Linked DNA regions of Gasterosteus aculeatus: region 2 is linked to region 1. A link is a contact called in public Hi-C data. All regions are on one chromosome and are shown on one strand. Each heading gives the region's core, a stretch centred on a gene start, on an enhancer-like site or on the middle of the called end of the contact. The rest is flanking DNA. Distances are from core to core; before and after follow the strand shown. Region 1 holds the start of ctif (CBP80/20-dependent translation initiation factor). Region 2 overlaps zbtb7c (zinc finger and BTB domain containing 7C).

The links. Hi-C and Micro-C count contacts between places; a contact is called where the count stands out from the background.
Region 2: a Hi-C map of whole body shows a contact between it and region 1, with 1.7 times the contacts expected there. The contact joins the enhancer-like site here to the promoter of ctif in region 1. A contact is called at or near these places in 2 of 6 Hi-C or Micro-C datasets (tail fin and whole body).

What each region holds. Positions count from the first base shown.
Region 1 is chr14:5,484,979-5,489,495 of fGasAcu3.hap1.1, reverse strand. It overlaps ctif (CBP80/20-dependent translation initiation factor), which reads left to right and starts at 2,316. Exons shown (of 13, transcript XM_078088109.1): 1 at 2,316-2,547.
Region 2 is chr14:5,521,258-5,525,774 of fGasAcu3.hap1.1, reverse strand. It overlaps zbtb7c (zinc finger and BTB domain containing 7C), which reads right to left. Exons shown (of 6, transcript XM_078088115.1): 4 at 1-132. The coding sequence starts at 114. Among protein-coding and RNA genes, the nearest start is that of zbtb7c, 10 kb to the right of the region's middle. Within about 2 kb of position 2,699, at least 6 of the 9 cell types and tissues checked have open chromatin away from gene starts, as enhancers often do.

The DNA.
Region 1 (4,517 bases), core at 1,067-3,566:
GGCCACATAAACTTCACAGACTGACACCAATACTCAGTACAGTAATGACCGTGTGATGGCCCAGCGTTGTTTGTGTCACACCGTTGCCCTCCGGAGCCACAGGAAGGGGCGAGTCTGTGACCTTTGGAGCTGCGGCTCCTGCACCGTCTAATTCCATGTTTATGGTCTTGCCTTTTATAACACGCACAGACGGAAATATCATCATGCTCCGCTGCTAACTTGCGCCTTAGTACCGACCCCTCTGGTGAGGATTCGGCTTTGTCCACTTTCTTTTTGCTCCACGTGATGTTACTACGGTGTCGTCAAACACAACATTAAAATGGATTTCAAGAGCAAAGCTTTCTTTAGCAAGAAGAAAACCAGACAAAAATAAGTTATTCACATTCATAAATTGTTGGCTGAGATTATTATTGGTTAAGATAAGTATGACCTTACTAGCTCACTTACACACACCTCTCACACACATATTTGAATCCTGTTACGCAGTGGGTGTCTTTATTATTAATAAATACACTGTGAGAACATGAAATAAAAAAAACATTTTAATGGGTTTGCTTATGTGAAGTATCGCAAAAACCTCTGCAAGTGTCGTCATTTTTAGAACAATGGAATGATATAGAAGTTCGACTTTATGGTTTCCTTGGTAACAGTGCAAAGTACTTTGACACAAGCCAACTTATACACTCTACCTCCACACTGGCCTCAAATCTGCAGCTCAATAGACGTGTTAAAACAGGTATAAGATTGATAAGACAGAGTCTGACAATTATTACTGTGTGTTTTCTGTGTTTTTCACGTCAAAAACGTAAGAGCTATAGGTGAGCTTGTATCAGAGGAGATGACAGAAATGGAGCATCTGCACAGCGGTATGGGAGGCAGACGGACAGATGAGAGGCTGGCAGCGCTGCGGGTGATGTGGAGAGGACAACAAAGTAATTATGGCATGACTAAGGATAGATATAGAGCTGTTGGGCGAGGGAGTGGGGAGGAAGGGGAGACTGAGAAGAAGAAGAGGAATGGGGCGGAGGGTGTGGTAACCTGCTGGAGCCTCCATCACGCCATGGTAGTTAATCAGCCTCTGACTGTGGTGGCGAACACGTTCCGCAGCCATCTGGAGGAGGAGGATAACTGTCTGACCTTTTCTACTCGCAGGCATATCTGCAGCTTTTTGCTCATCTGTCACTGAATTGTGTACCTTTCTGTCCGCGTTATGTGCGTCAGGCATATGTGTGAGTCTATATTTCAGTCAGCTTCATCTTCCAGCCGTCTAACATATTGACTAAAGACCCAGAAAAATCCCAGTGTTATTATTCACAATATGTACACATATAGAGAAGCACACACAAACACTCCAAACTAAAACAGTGGAGCAGTCTGCTCCTCCGACGGCACTTTTATCAACATCCACAAGGGGTCATAATTACATTGAAATGATGCTTCAGAGGGTTCCATCTGATCTGCAGTCATTTGTTCAGAGTCCTCGTTAAACACGTGTTGTTATTTGAGGGGAACTATAGGCCAGGATTTTAGAATTGTACAATACAATTGTATTATACAATATCAATGTGATACAGATTCTGGTTCTTGATTCAAGCCCATTACACTAAACTGTGAAGAATTATAGACAATAGTTCAGGTAGATATAGTACAGTTAAAAGTTGTTTAAGTCAAAGCTTTAAACAATTATGCTGACGATTACAGTCAGTCACTAACCTCTTAATTTTTATAAATAAGTTTAAAAATTTGTCTTTCTGTCGTGTAATTAGTTATTTCCAGTGATGGAAGAATAATTTAAATCCTATAAGCAAAAGTAGAAAAGGCAAAGAGTAGAAATATTGTGTTAAAAGTCCTCCATTCAAATTCTCGCTTAGGTAAAAGTACAAACATATTGGCCTCAAAATATACTTAAACTTAGTATCCAAAGTATACTCATTATACTATAAAGGCCTAGATCACTTTCATTTTGAAGCTCGTAAAGGTGGGGCCAAATTCGACTACTACTTCTACTACTATCTGCATAGCTTGTGAATTGGTCCCAGGGGTTCATAAAAGTTGTTGCCTACTCTTATCATCGTGATTTGTTTATTGATTATATTTTGCATTAATAATCTACTTCAGTAAATGTACTTACTTTCCACCACTAAGACCACCTTAATGGTTTCTGGGGGATTATGTGTGACGTGCTTATCTTGTCTTTTATTCATTTTAGAACTAAAAACAGTGTGCAGCAGGTATACGGGTTATAGTGTGACACGTCCAGTCATTCATCTGGCCTCTCCTCAAGCGAACGCTCGCGTTGACGCTGCACTCCATTTCCCACAATGCCCCGCTCTCCAGTTCACGTGTCACCGCGGCCAGCAAACCGGGAGTGAACGTCACATTCCTGCATTCCCCCTTTTCCCTTGGACGTCGGAGTCTCAGCTACCGCTACGTAGCTAACCCTCTTCCCCGCTTCTCTCCCGGAGAGGAAAAACAACACCCATGACGCGGCGGCTTTGACCTCAGGAGGAGATCCCGGGTTCACCAGGAGGCCGAGTCTCTCTTCGGGTGAGGATTTATCCCCGTTTTAAGCCGGGTGAAGGTGGCCGTCCGTTGCCACGACCGTGTCGACCCGATAACAGTTTTTAAAAGATGCGCTGGACCTGCCGCTGAGGCTGCGGGCGTTTTGGCCTCAGCAACCGGCGGACCTGTTGGCGTTAAGCGCGGCTGCCGCTTGGGCGGTTACGACCCGCGGTGTGTGGCCCGGTGTTTACCGTTTGCACTTAATAACTAGCTAGCGTTAGCCGGCTGGTTAGCCGCGGAGCTCGCGTCACCATTGTTACCGGCTCGCACGCGGGCAGTCGCGGCGGGGGTGCCGAAGGAAGCGCGCCCCCCCCCTCCAAACCCAGATGTGCCTTTTTAAAACTTTTGTCCGTGGAGACGATGCGGGTGCAGTGATGGCGGTGCACGTCATTTGGAGACACGGCGAGGCTAACGGACACACACACACACACGGGCTAGCATCCCAGACAGCATGGGCGTGGTTTGGGAGTGGACAATAATAATAAAAAAGGAACCGTAGAAAACTGTATCTGAGGTAGTGATGGCTTCGTCCTGGTTGTAAAGGACACCTTGTTTTGCGAACGGTTCGTTGTCTAGTAACGAAAGTGGCCGCAGGACACGAATGCCAGCGTCCATTCAAATAGTCCGATAGCAGCAGCTGAGCACGCTGCAGATCAGCTGCCCGTCCAACAACAAAGAGGAGATCACAGCTGCTGCTGGTCTGTGGCAGCACAGAGAGAATCACTGATCACTGAACAGCCACATGTGACATGTCTGATGAAAGGTAAATAAGTAGGAGCGAATAGAAGCAGTTGTATTTGTTTTGCATGTTGTTTGACTTTTATTAGTGGATGGGTCAGGTCTGAAACAGGTTGAAAGAATGCTGGAATGCAAAGGTAAAGTTAAAACACTTAAACTAACATTAAGTGGTCGTCAGGAGTTGTTTTTTCCCCCGGTTTTAGCCGGTTACGTCATAACATTTTGGAGATTCCTGCGGTTCAGTTGCTGATTGGATCAGAGTGACTCTGGTGAGGTAAAGGAATGTTTGCACGCTACCACAGGTCACACCAAAGAGACCCTCCGGATTTTAAAGTGACAAGAAAATCAGGACCAAGCACCGCCTGAATTTATCTTAAAAATACAGCTTTTTTTCTGAGGGGTGGGTGGAGAGAGAATTCAAAGCAGCGTAATCTAAAGAAGTCGGCCTACTTGTAAGTCCAGTTCAGCAAGTGTCACTATTCATTGACAGGAGATGCCTTAGTGTCTGCCGTCTGACTTCCACCCAGACCGTGTGTGTCATTTGTCAACCTCCTGCAACGTTTGGTAAACATGTCTTCATCTGGCAACACGGGCAAAAGGATCTAGAGAGCCGGACGTTCCAAGGATCGTTCCAATTCACTCTTGAAATGTAACTACTAAGCAATGACTTGCAAAGTGCTGCTGATCTTGACACCCAGCTTCAGATTCAGCTTCGCTTTGCCCGTCTAAGCAGAGTCGGTGCAGTGTCATCACCCCCGTGGTGTCCCGGCCCAGTAGAACCGCTGCATTGATGCCGTGACTGATTGAGGCTGCGAACTCTGCCCTCGAAGGCCCAGCAGTGGATGAAAGAATCCTCCCAGAGCAGCAGTCACAAATGTCGATGCCCTCTGGTTGTGCAGCAGCAGCAACGTAACCCCTACCTGCTGCTGCCGGTCCATGCATGCATGCAGGGCTTTGAAGAAGGTGGAGGAAGGAGCGCAGATAGCCGGGTGCCACGGAGACACTGGGTTGCCCGACTGCTTATCACGCCGCCTGCATGACAGAATTAACGAATGCAGGAGTGAGTGAGAAGGGAGGAAAACACACAGCAGACGGCCCGCCGCCGAGCGGTGGGATGCGCTTGTAGTTCTCCGGCAAATAGCATTTTGAAACAAGCAATCGCTACAGAACTATTGACTGGCTTTCTATGGCCGACCCCCCAACCCCCACCTTTTTTT
Region 2 (4,517 bases), core at 1,450-3,949, 36 kb before region 1:
GACGACGTCGCACAGCAGCCCGTCGCGGCGCTGCTCGTTGAGGCTGCAGAGGACGTCGCTGCTGTGATTTGGGAAGGGGATCCCGATGAGATCCTCCTCTCTGTGGTGAACCATTCTGCTCTCGGCTGTGGTCTAGGAGAGAAGACCAGGGAAATTTATAGAAAAAGACCCACAGGCTGATAAACTCAATCTTTTAAATATTTGTCCATGTTGTGTTGATTTGTTGATTTGTTCAGGTTTGTCTCACTGTAGAAGGGAGTTAAATAAATAAAGCTTCACAAAGTAACCAGGATAAAAGTCAGTTTGAATGATCAAAAACCTGAGTACAAAAGAGTTGTCGTGCAGTTTCATTTTTTTGTCCAAAAATACCTTGAGAATTTTATACTGCGATTCACAAAGTCCTCTTTGACTTCCTGTTGCCAGGTGACGATTGGCCACAGTCATTTTCACATTGAAAATCCCGTCAGAAGCAGAAACATTTCGTCATCTCAAGCACCTTTAATTTTTTCATTCCTTTGAGGAAGACGTTAAGGCAAATGAGGATTCATTGTTCTAAAAACATCGATTTTAGGAGTCAACAATGACAAGCAGCTGCCATTCATTAGGTGAAGGATTTAAAAAAAGTGTTGTCATGTGAATAGATGGAAGCTGATATTGTTAACAATGAGTGACAGTCTCGCTTTATTAAAATATACTGTAGGCATGCTTGTTTGTGTGCCATCTGTGCAGCGAAGGAAACAAGCGGTAAATAAAGCATGTCTCATTTTCAGCAAACATCGCATCTTGTAATATTTATTCTTGAATGTGCCATCACAATCTCTGGTAGGAACGTGTTTTTTTCCACTTTGTGTGTTCGGGAAACCCATCATGCCGGCAGCACATTAGACAAAAGTCCACTGTTCTCCCATTAATATGTTTACTGCCGCTATAGATCGTGGTTCCTTCGGGACCCTGGTCCTGACACCTACCGTGGCCATGCTGACGCCTGCTGCTGCCATCATCATCATCATCATCATCATCATTATTTTAGATATTAATAATATTACTTTACTCATAAACCGACATTACCCTCTCCTAAAATCTCTGTGCTCTCCCTCCCCACAGGATTCTGTGGATGGTGGTTCTATCTGATGGTGGTTGCCTCTGCAGTGGTCCTGCTGTGCGCCTGGCTTACTACTCACAATTACTTGAATCATTTCTGTCATAGGAATTGCATGTATTATACATTGTTCATTCTGTACACATGGCATCCATTGTAGTCTGTCCATCCCGGGAGTGGGATCCCTCCTCTGACGTTCTCCCTAAGGTTTCTTCCCTTTTTTTCCCTCTTGTAAGGGTTTTTTCATTTTTTGGGGAGTTTTTCCTGTGCCGATGGTGGGTTTCGGGGCAGAGGATGTCGTATGTGTACAGACTGTAAAGCCCTCTGAGGCAAATTTGTAATTTGCGATTCTGGGCTATACAAAATAAAATGACTTGACTTGACTTCTGTTTGACGCTGCAGTTCCTAAAACAAACAATAAAGCGTGTGATTTCCATCCCTCTCTCTATCCGTCTTTCTCTCTATACCCGAGCACGAAGCAAGGCGATGCCTTCATGTGAACAACTTCTGGCGCGATTGGGATGTGGTGAGAAATGAAACGAAACGACAAAGGAGGTCAGATTGCACTCTAGATAGATGAACTGTATCCTGTCAGAATGCTCACTTGTGCACTAAACCCTCCCCACTCTCGTTTGATTTACGGCTCTGTGACTAAGAGCCACGATGTTCTTTCTGCTGCGCTTCTCTCTAAGAAACGTCATTCCGCAGCTTCCTGGGTTCCTACCTGTTGATTCACTGCAGCTACGGCGGTAAAGCTTCGTCCACATGTATGAATAGTGCTTAAAATACGCCGTCCACACTTGGTGGTCATGGAGGCCGGTGTAGACGGATACTTTGATGCGTGGCTCACTCGCCACAGCTGCATTGTTGACTGGCTCTAAAACGGCCATGGCTGAATGCGCGCACACACACACACACACACAGACACACACTTTCTTTTGTGGATCACCCCGAAAAAAGGGGAAAAATAAAGATTTTCAGAGAATCGCATACTTGTACACAACTACACCTACAGGTATACAACTTGCATACCAATCTTACATGTGGTTTATTCTTGTCCATCTTGTTGCTAGGTAACCGTTGCTACGTTGATACAGCGTGGTCATAATTAAAATGTGTATGGAGGGGGTGGCGGTGCAGGATGTAGGACCACGGACCTACTGCACGTGGAGCCACCTCGAACCACTCTGACGGAGGAACTGGGAGAGATCAGATGGCCCTGAAAAGTCCCCTAACAGGTTGCACAAACACCAGCCGAGGGGCCCCTCCCTGCCACGGCCTGCCAAGGCAAACAATGGCGCAGAGCTTGGAACAACGCGGAGCGGATAAGAGGGAGAGAAAGGGAGTCCGACCGGGAGGCCTCGGCCAACCCGCCGCGACGCGTTTGCCCTCCCACCCACTCCTGGTAAGTATGAGGCACGTGCGGCTGCTGCTGTTTGTTTTGCCCTGGCGCCCCGGCGAGCACCACTCACCTGCCCCCCCGCCCCTCCGTTCCCACTGTTTTTGCCCCCCCCCTCCCATAATTACATTGTGGAGAGGATCTGAGGAGGACGTGCCACATAGACAGGGAGGGGAGGAGGACACGGCTTTCTCACCGCGAGGTCCTGGAGCGACATTTCATCAGCCAAACAGCCTTAACCCTTTCAACCCCCCCCCCCACGCACACACACCCAGGCCTGTTCATGGAGCAGCCAGGTTTCATGGCCTTGTGAAAGGGTTCTGGTAATTACTGCGGCTCCTTATCCATCTTAGTCTTCCAGTAAAGTCAAAGAAGGGCATCCTCCCTTTTTACTCTCTGATAAAACGTAATGACCGTCATTCAGTGACACGTTTTTGAATAAATAAATAGTCTGAATCGTGTTTTGTTGCAATCATCAGCCGCAGCGGGTTTTTTTCTGTTCATCCCGCGTCAGCGAATTAAATCACTTCACGGGAATTCCAGTTCCATGTGTAATAACTATTCACACCTCAGCGACCAGTTCAATTATTAAACTGACCTCTAACGGACCGTCATGCCCGTCTCTCTGCGTGTCTCTCCCTCTCTCTCTCTCGTTTTCCGCCCGCCACGTCTCCTCTCATGCCTCACTTAGTCACTAACACGTTCAACTCAGCACTCCCACCCCCAACGATGTGTCACCTCCATTCGGCGTTGTCTTTGTCCCAAGAACTTCATCTGCTTTCCGGGATCTGAAAATCCCACCTCCTCCTAATCCCCCCCCCCCCCCCCCCTGCCCCCCCACCTCCTCCCCAAGCTTCACCCCCCCCTGCAGCTGTATCATCATTACGCCTGGAGGAGCGGAGCGGCTAACTTGTCCAAAGCCCTTGGCCGCTCAGGCCACAAATCAGCAGGCTAATGTCCATCTCGAGCCGTGTTGGCGGGCAGACACTCATTTGGCCTGTAAGCTACAAAGTTTATCCCTGTCAGAGCCATGCAGCCACCTGACCCACACCACACTGATGCTAAATCACCGGCAGCCAAAGTTCACCCCCTTGTCACCACCTGTCCCGCAGGCACAACACCCGGCACACAACAGCTGCACAATGGACAATTGCACGGACAATAACTTGCAGTGTTGACGGACAGAATCCACACCTTATTAGCAGGAGACATTGATTTGACCGGCTGTGTAAGCAAGTCCATTATCACCAGTGCGACCGTGCACCTGTTTCTCCAGCAGACAGCTCCTTGGTTGGGGTTTTAAATGACGATGGCCTGGTGCCTATAGGCGGCATCGGGGAACTTTCACTCTTAATTGATGTCAACTTGAGCAGGTGAACAGCGTATGACTCCTGTTCCACAAACTAGGTTGTTTTTTTGCAATAATTATAAAAATGCCAGGGCCAAATTTGAGCTTTTAGCTGGACAAGTTGCGGATTGCTTGAAAGTTATTTGTGGAAAGTTTACACAGTTTAGCGCATATTTCTTCCACACAACAGTGCTGTAAAATATGATGTTGGAAGTGAAGTAAAGACATTTTGATAATTGCGAGTTCAACACCTCCCTTTAACTGAGAGATTGTGGTTTATGCGTTTCAACTGGTGTACCAATAAATTCTTAGATTTAATTACTGAGTGCTATTATTTCAGCAAAAAAAGATTTCATGCCTTTAAATCGTACTAAAGCTGCATATATTATCAGTGTGACGAAGTGAAATGTTTGAAGAAAACACAAATCTCTTCTGTTTGCACTGAATGTCTTCTCTCTCTCAGGGGCCCTCAGCTACAGACCATTGTGTCTCTCACCCCCCAAAGTAAATGGAAGTTTATGATTCGCTGCTGAATATCGGTGCTTAAGAATGTTGATTCTAGACTTGTTATCTAAAGCACATATTTTATTTTCTTCTACATAACGTAATGTTTCGCTACGATTCTGTTTGGTTTGAATGAAGACCCCCAAAGTTATGTTGTCTTTGAGAAT